Regions from separate parts of the Danio rerio genome. Here region 1 is linked to region 2. A link is a contact called in public Micro-C data. All regions are on one chromosome and are shown on one strand. Each heading gives the region's core, a stretch centred on a gene start, on an enhancer-like site or on the middle of the called end of the contact. The rest is flanking DNA. Distances are from core to core; before and after follow the strand shown.

Region 1 (5,061 bases), core at 328-2,827, 62 kb after region 2:
TATATTAATCTACCCAATTAAAAAAATCCATACTTGTTCCTAAATGACCACAGTTAATGTGTTTAATCAAACTAAATATTGATTTCTAAACTTTTGGGGATAAAACAGTTTTGCGTTGTATAAAATGAATATAAACAAGTCAGAAAATGTCTCACCTTTTTGTTATTATACACAAAAATTATTTAAATGCCAGTATTTTAATTTTAAATAAATATTGATTATATATATATATATATATATATATATATATATATATATATATATATATATATATATATATATATATATATATATATATATATATATATATATAAATGTCATAAGTCAAATTCATAAATAAATAAATTCAAAAATAAACAAATTAAAAAATACAATTAATTAATTAATTAAAAAATAATAATAAATAAAAAAATATAGAAACATTTACAAATAAAAAAATATTAATTTAAAAACAAATAAATAAATTCATAAATAAACAAATAAAAGTAAATACATAAACTTTTAAAAAGTATATTTATAAATAAATAAATAATTAAAAAATAAACAAATAATTTATCAATTAAAATAAATAAATAAAAAAAGAACATTTAATAGAAACAAATTCAAAAGATTAATTTATAAAGTATTAATTAAAAAATAATCTATTAAAAATGAATAAAATATATTCATTCATTTATTTTATTTTCGGCTTAGTCTGTCTTTTTTAATCCGGGGTCGTCACAGCAGAATGAACCGCCAACTCATCCAGCACGTTTTTATGCAGTGGATGCCCTTCCAGCCGCAACCCATTTCTGGGAAACATTCACACACACACTCATTCACTATCATACACTCCGGACAATTTTAGCCTACCCAATTCACCTGTACCGCATGTCTTTGGACTGTGGGGGAAACCGGAGCACCCGGAGGAAACCCACGCTAACGCAGGGAGAACATGCAAACTCCACACAGAAACACCAACTGACCCAGCCGAGGCTCGAACCAGCGACCTTCTTGCTGTGTGGCGACAGCACTACACTGCACCACTGCGTCACCATAAAATAGTTAATTCAAAAATAGATAAACACACACATACTGTATATACACACACATCGAACTGCAGAATTACATTTTTGGCGATAACAGAGCTCACAGCCCATAATGCAACTCGAAAGTTTAAAGAAACATTAAACAGCAGTCACCGGGAAAATTACCAGATCTTTTTGTTGTTGCTTGTTTTCTTAATATGACACATTTTAACATTTAGTTCAACATGAACTCAGAACAGACTAGAAAACAGTTAACCATCAGTTTGTTTGTGACGTTATCCGAGATCTTAGAGGAAAGAAGCACTTAGAGCAACAGCCGGCATTAAATCAGCCGTTGCACAAATCGGTTTAATCATTGACCGTCCAGTCTGAGTTTATGTCTTCATTAGTGTTCAGAAACCTGAGGGAGGCCAGCTATTCAGAACAACACAGACTAGATCGAACCAGATTTCTTTACCCAAAGGCTGTGCTTCAGTGAAACTAAGGCATGAACGCTAATGATTGCCTAGTGACAGAATATAACCTGACAGCAATACTATTGGCTGAGTGCACGCTTGACGACATGACTAATGATGAAGGCATTGCTGAAACTTATGACTCAACTCAACTCATAACACAACTTTAAGCTAAAACTCGGCTAGCAAAAACATTTTTTTATGTACCTGTCAATTTTGAGGTTAAGGATATGCATAAAGAAACTTAAAAGAGAGATCACACTTTATCAATTTGTGTCTGTAGATTTTAATTATGATGCTAATTTTTAATGCTTAAAGGTGGAGTAGGTGATTGTCTTCAGAAGCATTTTTTGTTGTGCTGGTTGAAAGTCTCTTCACAGTCTAATAGTAATGATTAAAGTAAAGGATCCAAATGTATTTATATGTATTATTATATTTATAATATTATTATAAATATTATTATTATTATATTTATTATATATATAAAGGCATAAAACGTAAAATGTTCATCCAATTAATTTGAGTCGGGCCGACATTTCTCAGAATTCCGATAAGTAGCCCAATCATGCAGATAAGAACAACTGTGCAGACGTTTGTACGCAGCTTCGCCGACCGCCGCGCGTTCACGAAAGAGAGCACACGCTCGTGCGATCGGTAAAAACCTGCTGAATCAAACCTTTTTAAAAACCTGAACCAATATTATAGTTACCTTTGCATGCTGGAGAAAGGATGACACAATGTCTGAAGGATTTCTCTTAGGCAGGTAATGTTCTGTTTTAGCTTCACGCAAAGCTGATGTAACGTTAGATGTTGTTACAAATGGGTTATATCTTCACAGAAGTGTTGTTCAGCTACTAAAATCTTCCGATGAAAGATTGATAAGACTATTTTCAGTTTCATAAGGGACCTTTTACAGCAGAGTTGTCAAACTCAATTCCTGGAGGGCCGAAGCCTCTTCTCTGACCACATTTCTAGAACTGCTCGATCGTGCAGATTCGCACTCTATAACATCAGAAAGATCCGACCCTTCTTATCTGAACATGCAGCTCAACTCCTTGTTCAAGCTCTTGTTCTCTCCAAACTGGATTACTGCAACTCTCTACTAGCTGGGCTTCCAGCTAACTCTATCAAGCCTCTTCAACTGCTCCAGAATGCAGCAGCACGAGTGGTCTTCAATGAACCTAAACGAGCACATGTCACTCCGCTGCTAGTCCGTTTGCACTGGCTGCCAGTTGCTGCTCGCATCAAATCCAAAGCTCTGATGTTTGCCTACAAAGTGACTTCTGGCCTAGCACCTTCTTATCTGCACTCACTTCTGCAGATCTATGTGCCCTCCAGAAACTTGCGTTCTGTGAATGAACGTCGCCTCGTGGTTCCATCCCAAAGAGGGAAGAAATCACTTTCGCGAACGCTCACGCTCAATCTGCCCAGTTGGTGGAATGAACTCCCTAGCTGCATCAGAACAGCAAAGTCACTCGCTACTTTCAAGAAACGACTAAAAACTCAACTATTTAGTCTCCACTTCACTTCCTAATCTGCAATTGCCTCTCTGAATATCACACTAACTGTACCAAAAAAATAAATAAATACTAATACTACTAATACTTCCCTTCTTAGACTTTACAGACCTGAAACTTGCCTATAGCACTTATTCATTGTTGCTCTTAGTTGTGTAAATTGCTTCCTTGTCCTCATTTGTATAAATTCTCATTTGGATAAAAGCGTCTGCTAAATGTAAATGTAAATGTAAATGCACAGTTTAGTTCCAACCCTGCTCCAACACACTTACCTGTAGGTTTCAAACAAGCCTGAAGGACTCAATTAGTTTGATAAGGTGTGTTTAATTAGGGTTGGAACTAATCTGTGCAGAGCTGCGGCCCTTTTGGAACTGAGTTTGACACCGGTGTTTTACAGCATCAATAATGTAGATTTTAATTAGTTTAACAACAAAACACAATTAAATACCGCTATTCCGTCTAGTCTCTCCCTATATATATATATATATATATATATATATATATATATATATATATATATATATATATATATATATATATATATATATATATATATATATATATATTAGTCGCTTTTAACACATGAGAGAGGGTTCTTTTGCTGTGCTCGTGTTCAAGGAGGCGTGGCTTTAGACGGCAGGGGAGGGACTGTGATTCAGAGATTTATGCTAAGCTGTTAGCATTGTGGAAGATCACCAACTGCACCTTTAATCGGCACTTACAAAACTTCACAGTCTTATTCCTATTTTTTATTTTGAATTTTACAGAGGTATTTGTTCATTCATATTTTGCTTTATTGTTTACAAATATCTAAAAAAAAATACTCTTACTATACTACTTGTAAAATGTACTATCTAATAGAAAATGAGTTAAAATCTCACTTAAATACCTGTACTTTCATATTAATGACGAACTTGTGCTTGCTTTGTGTTTGTGTAGGAATATGATGCTGAAAGGCAAAAGAACTATAACGTGTTCAGCCTTCACTCTGATAGAGAATACATGGTGCAGGTGCGGTGTAAACCAGATCATGGCTTCTGGAGTGAATGGACACAAACCACCTACGTCAAAATGCCCAACTGTAAGAATTTTTTTGTTAATTTCAAGTAAATTTTCTTATAAAATGTATATACTTTAAAAGTACTCATTCGCTCATCACTGATGTACTTACGTACTCACTAGCTTACTCATGTAAGTACTTACTCACATACTCATTCACTTACATATTTAAGAACTCACTTACAAATGTACTTACGTAGTCACTCATGTACTAACTTATGTACTCAGATACATACTCATGTATTTGCTTACGCACTTACTCCCATATGCACTTACATGCTCATTCACTCGTGTACTTCTATAATCACTTCTGTACTTAGTACATACATACTGTATGTAAGTGACTAACATATGTATGTACTTATGTACTCACTCAAATACTTGCTTACATACCCACTCACATATGTACTTAAATGCTCATTTACTTATGTACTTGCAGATTCACTTCTGTACTTAGTCACCCACGTACTTAGTGACTTGCTTAAAAACTAAGTATGTACTTATGTACTCACTCACATATAATGTACTCACTCAATTACGTACTCACTCATGTATATACTTACTCACATGCTCATTCACTCATGTACGTACTTATGTACTCACGTTGGTATTCACTCACGGATGTACTTACTCCTGTACTCAGTCACGTAGTGTATGTACTTGCTCATGTACTCACTCACATACTCACTCACTTACATATTCACTCATGTATGTACTTACTGTGCGTACTTACCTACTCACTCACTTGCTTATGCATGTATTTATTTACATATTTACATATTCATACGTACCTACATACTAATTCGCATACTACACACACACACACACACACACACACACACACACACACACACACACATAGAGAAAGACATCAGATAAAATGCATTTAGGTTTCTCTGAATTTACTAGGTATGTGTTTGGGTAAAATGTTAATATTTGTTTTATTCCGTAAAGGTCTGATTACATTTTCGAATAAAAGTATTTATAGCAACTGTCCAGAAA
Region 2 (5,191 bases), core at 1,621-4,120:
TTGAATGCGATATAGAATTAAATATGCAGATTGCAACTTGTACATGACTCAGGTCTCTTTCCTTTGGACTTAAATATCAAAGCCAACATAACTGTACTCGTTTTTACATTAGGCATGGGCCGGTATAAGATTGTGACAGTATGATAAGCTTGGATAAAAATGTCATTGTTTCACGGTATTGTGATTACTGCTCTAAAAGATAGTTTTAAAAGCTATAATTAACAAAATTTATGCAAAACAAATTACAATTTTTAAAATGTAATTTTGTTTCCTCATGTTCAATAAAATATTTTCAGAATTCTGAGGTCTAAATCAAGGTTGATATTTATTTTGAGGGAAACTACACCTTTAACTTCTAGATTATTTTAAAATGCTATATATAAAAAAAAAAACAGTGTCATTTATTTAATCGACACTCACAATGAGAGCCTAATCTAAAAGTCTTCTGAAAATCAAATCAAAACAGAATATTTTTCACAAATGCAATGTAGCATAAACAATATTAAATTAAAGACAATCAGAATGCCTTAAAGTTTTAAAAGCTGTAATGAACAACATTTATGCACAACATAAATGTATGCATAAAAACATGAAAAACTTCTAAACAAATATTTAAGGATGTAAGGAAGACAATTAAACCATATTGCTAAATAGCCAATAAATGTTAAACTTTCTTTTTTTTTAGATAGATTTGTTGGTTTTACTGATTGGCTATAGCTTTACATGGACAATTAGTAAAAATTCTGACATGATTAAATGTATTTAAGACCCACAACAACATATTGCAGTGAATTTTTTAAGGCCTTACATTTAGTTTTTGAAATTTAAGACATTTTAAGACCCCGCAGACATGCTGAGAAAACTAAAACTTTTTTACCCTTTGAACACAATATATTTTCTTTTGAGAAACATTAAAATATTTTGGAGCAGCAAACATGTCAGACTGCTTTCTTCATTAGTTAAAAAAATATTTTCTTTACAGTTTAAAATAGCATCTTTGGGTATTTTTCTGCTGGCGATACTGCTTTCCTAAAAAGCTGAAAAAAAAAATGTAAATAAAAAATCTTACACATACCTTAGAAACGGTATAGCAGAAAATGTTGACTGTTTTAAAACCTTGACTTTTCCAAACCACAATATACCTTAAAAAACGGTTATCATCCCATGCCTATTTTACGTCAACGTTTAAAATGATAGGATTTAAATAGTAGACTTGCAACTTGTACGTACAGACTCACGACTTGTATTTTTAAGTACATGACTCAGGTTTCTCCTTTGGACTTAAATATCAAAATCAACATAACTGTACTCGTGACTTCATCAATGAACAATGTTTAATGCGATACGGAGTTAAATATGAGGCTGTCAACTTGTAGGAACAGTTGTACATAACTCAGTTCCCTCTCCATTGGACTCAAATATCAAAGCCAACATAATTGCACTCGTGTTTACATCTATGAACAATGTTTAATGCGATGCAGAGTTAAATAGGAGGCTGGCAACTTATGTGTACACTTGTACATGACTCAGAACTCTCTCCTTTGGACTCAAATGTCAAAGCCAACATAACTGCACTGATATTTACACCTAACAATTTGCAGCCTTGAACCATATCACCATTAGCATTGAAAACTACAAGATAGATCCAGTGTGCCAGCTAAAATAAACAGCAATTCCTTAATATTTTTAAAAGGCACCAACATAGATCCAAATGATTCACAAACACCTGCTTCCTAAGGCCACTCTCAAGACAGCTGACCTGAATTTTCAGGGGTTACACCAGGGCTCTTAATGTTATGATAAACAACATGGGTTTTGTGGTTTCTTCAGTACGTAATCTGCTGTAATATCACAAGAAACACTGCAACGCTGGTTTCACCTGGTCACTAGACATAAATCATGATAATGCATTCTTATTTGGCTTATTCGAGGTAATTATAAAACTATAAATGTGCTTTAAATACATTACCTTTCCTAAGGGAGAAACAAACACATCTAAAAATCCGTCAATTGGAGTGTCATGGTCAATAATTAAAGAAAATAACATAACAAACAAAACATTTCAATTACAATACAGCACAAAGTTTAGTGTGCCATCATAAAAATCAGCACATTACCAGACTGTAACTTGTATTAAAAGGGATTTGATAACAGTTTAACTGGATAGAACACTTGATTTTACATTGAATGTTATGTAAATGTGTGAAGCAAAAGTCTGTGTTGACTTCGAAAACTTGCTAACTTTGATATGTATACTTGAATAATTCAATTATTATATTATGCTTAATGAAACTGACAGTTCTTGATTACCTAACACTGGAATTTAGGGAAATGTGGGAATAACAAAACTGATGAGCTTGATACAATTACTAACCTCTTATTTGTAATATTTATAACAATGAAATTACATTAGGCTTTATAAAATGTATCCCTCTCATCTGTCATACTGGAACACACAACATGGGTTATGAAAAAATGATAAACATACAGTATTAATATGGTGGAAGACATGTCTGTGTCTTAAAGGTGGTGTGGTTTGAAAAAACAGTACTTACTTCATCCTCTGAAAGTCCATAAATGGGTTCAAAATTCGTAGCCATAAAGCCAAAAGGCAATTTAACACACACATACACAAAAACACACACACACTAGTGTGAAAGCTGGAACAATAGCAAAGTGTGTCCTCCTCCACCTCCAAGTTAATCCAAAGCAACGAAGTCTGACTCCAAAAACGGTTATCCTTTTAAACCATATCGTGCCTAAAGATGTACGTCCGCCAGTTTAATCTCATTTAACGGCGGAATTTAGGTGGATACACGCTTAATTTCCCCCAACAATATGATTTCCCCTCGTCAAGTGCAAACGCGAATCATTCACTTCCTCTCAGGATCCGAAACACTCCCAGCTGAAATGATTGACAACATATTACGCCAATCACAAGCTTTTCCGAAACTCAAGAAGGATGGAATAACCAATTAGCGTCGACGGTAGGCGGGGCTATGTTGTTACACTTTTGTGGAGTAATCAGGGATGGGTAGTTTCCTACATCTCAATATAGGACTGATATGAGATTGGCATTGAACTATGTCGTATGTTGATAAGTGGAGCTGAGTGTGTGTATTATGTAAGTATATGATTTATTGTTGCTTAAGTAATATAAAGATCCATTGATAATCTTCTTGAATCTTAAAGCCGTTTAAGTGGACTCATATTAGCAGTGTTCTTGCACCCTCTAGAGTTAAAAAGCGACACTGTCAAAACATGATCATTTATTTATGATTAACATCCAAAACTGGGCAAAGTCCAATCGCTATGTATCATGAGTCATTGTACATGTGAAATAGCCTACAGGAACGGAACTAAAAGATGTTTTCTGCTGGTTTATAGGCTACTGGTCTTTTGTTGCTCGTGACTTTAAGTGATGCCTAACAGACTAAACTGAACTTGAGGATCAAACTAAGACATTTTGAGGTAAAAGTTTGTGAAAGAAGGCCTTTTTGGGGGTCAGACAGTCTAACAAATTTTGCCCAAAGGCAAAACATAAATGTTCGTTCAAGTTGCCTAATATAAAGTGATATAGAAAATCCATTCATTCATTCATTTTCTTTTTGGCTTGGTAATCAGAGCTCGCCACAGTGGAATGAACCACCAACTTATGCAGCACATAGTTAACGCAGCGGATGGCCTTCCAGCTGCAACACAACACTGGGAAACCATAAACATAAAATGGCATGCCTTTATTTGAATAATTAAGAAAAATCCAGGTGTATAATAATAATAATGATAATAATAATAATAATAATAATAATAATAATAATAATAATAATAACGATAATAATAATAATAATAATAATAATTATTATTATTATTATTATTATTATTATTATTATTATTATTATTTATTTATTTATTTATTTATTTATTTATTTATTTATTTATTTATTTATTTATTTATTATTATAAAAATTATAATAAGCGGTTCATTCTGGTCTGGCAACCCCTGATTAACAAAGGGACTACGCCAAAAAGAAAATGAATGAATGAATAATAATAACAATTATTGTTATAATTGTAATAATCATAAAAGGTGATTTATTCCGCTGGGGCGACCCCTGATTATTAAAGGAACTAAGCCTAACATAAAATGAATAAATAATTAAAAACTATTATTAGTATTATTATTTTAAATTTTTAAATTTTTATTATTATTATTATTATGAATGTTGCTGCTGTTGTGTGGGAAAAGAGCTTTTATAAAACTATTTAGAATATCGATTGTTTATAATTATAACCTGAATACATTCATTCATGCATTCATTCATTTTCTTTCCGGCTTAGTCCCTTTATTAATCAGGAATCGCCACAGTGGAATGAACCGCCAGCTTATCCAGCATACGTTTTTGCAGCGGATGCCCTTCCAGCTGCAACCCATCACTGGGAAACACCCATACACTCATGTATACACATATTCACACACATACACTACAGAATTTTTTTACCCAATTTACCTGTACCACATACCTTTGGACTTGTGAGGGAAATATGAGGTTTTTATAGGCGAGGCAGTGACGCTGTAGGTAGTGCTGTCGCCTCACAGCAAGAAGGTCGCTGGGTCGAACCTCGGCTCAGTTGGCGTTTCTGTGTGGAGTTTGCATGTTCTCCCTGCCTTCGCGTGGGTTTCCTCCGGGTGCTGCGGTTTCCCCCACAGGCCAAAGACGTGCGGTACAGGTGAATTGGGTAGGCTAAATTGTCCATAGCGTATGAGTGTGTGTGTGAATGTGTGTGTGGATGTTTCCCAGAGATGGGTTGCGGCTGGAAGGGCATCAGCTGCGTAAAAACTTGCTGGATAAATATATATATATATATATATATATATATATATATATATATATATATATATATATATATAAATGGTTAATAGTAATTTTCAACATTTAATAGATTTTTTGTAACATTTAATAATATTTTATTTTTTTATAGATTTTATAATTAATACAATGTAAGTTGCTATTATTGTACATTTCAATGTGTCCTGTTTAATGTCATTTTAAACTGAAGAAAAAACAATAACTATAATTTTTTTCATTTTAAATCATTTTTTACAGACAACAATGTCATTCGGTAGGTTATAACAAGATTAGGTTATATAGCCCCCAAAAAATTTCCTTGTGCATGTTTAGAATAATTTAAA

What was found. A called contact is a pair of places that touch in the nucleus more often than the background predicts.
Region 1: a Micro-C map of caudal fin shows a contact between it and region 2, with 2.5 times the contacts expected there. The contact joins the enhancer-like site here to the promoter of nedd4l in region 2. A contact is called at or near these places in 2 of 18 Hi-C or Micro-C datasets (caudal fin and an unstated tissue).

What each region holds. Positions count from the first base shown.
Region 1 is chr21:12,481,209-12,486,269 of GRCz12tu, forward strand. prlra (prolactin receptor a) reads left to right here. Exons shown (of 9, transcript NM_001431060.1): 6 at 3,940-4,081. Among named protein-coding and RNA genes, the nearest start is that of agxt2, 22 kb to the right of the region's middle. Within about 2 kb of position 1,578, at least 3 of the 62 cell types and tissues checked have an H3K27ac peak or open chromatin away from gene starts, as enhancers often do.
Region 2 is chr21:12,417,781-12,422,971 of GRCz12tu, forward strand. It overlaps nedd4l (NEDD4 like E3 ubiquitin protein ligase), which reads right to left and starts at 2,871. Exons shown (of 31, transcript XM_682997.8): 1 at 2,556-2,871. The coding sequence starts at 2,600.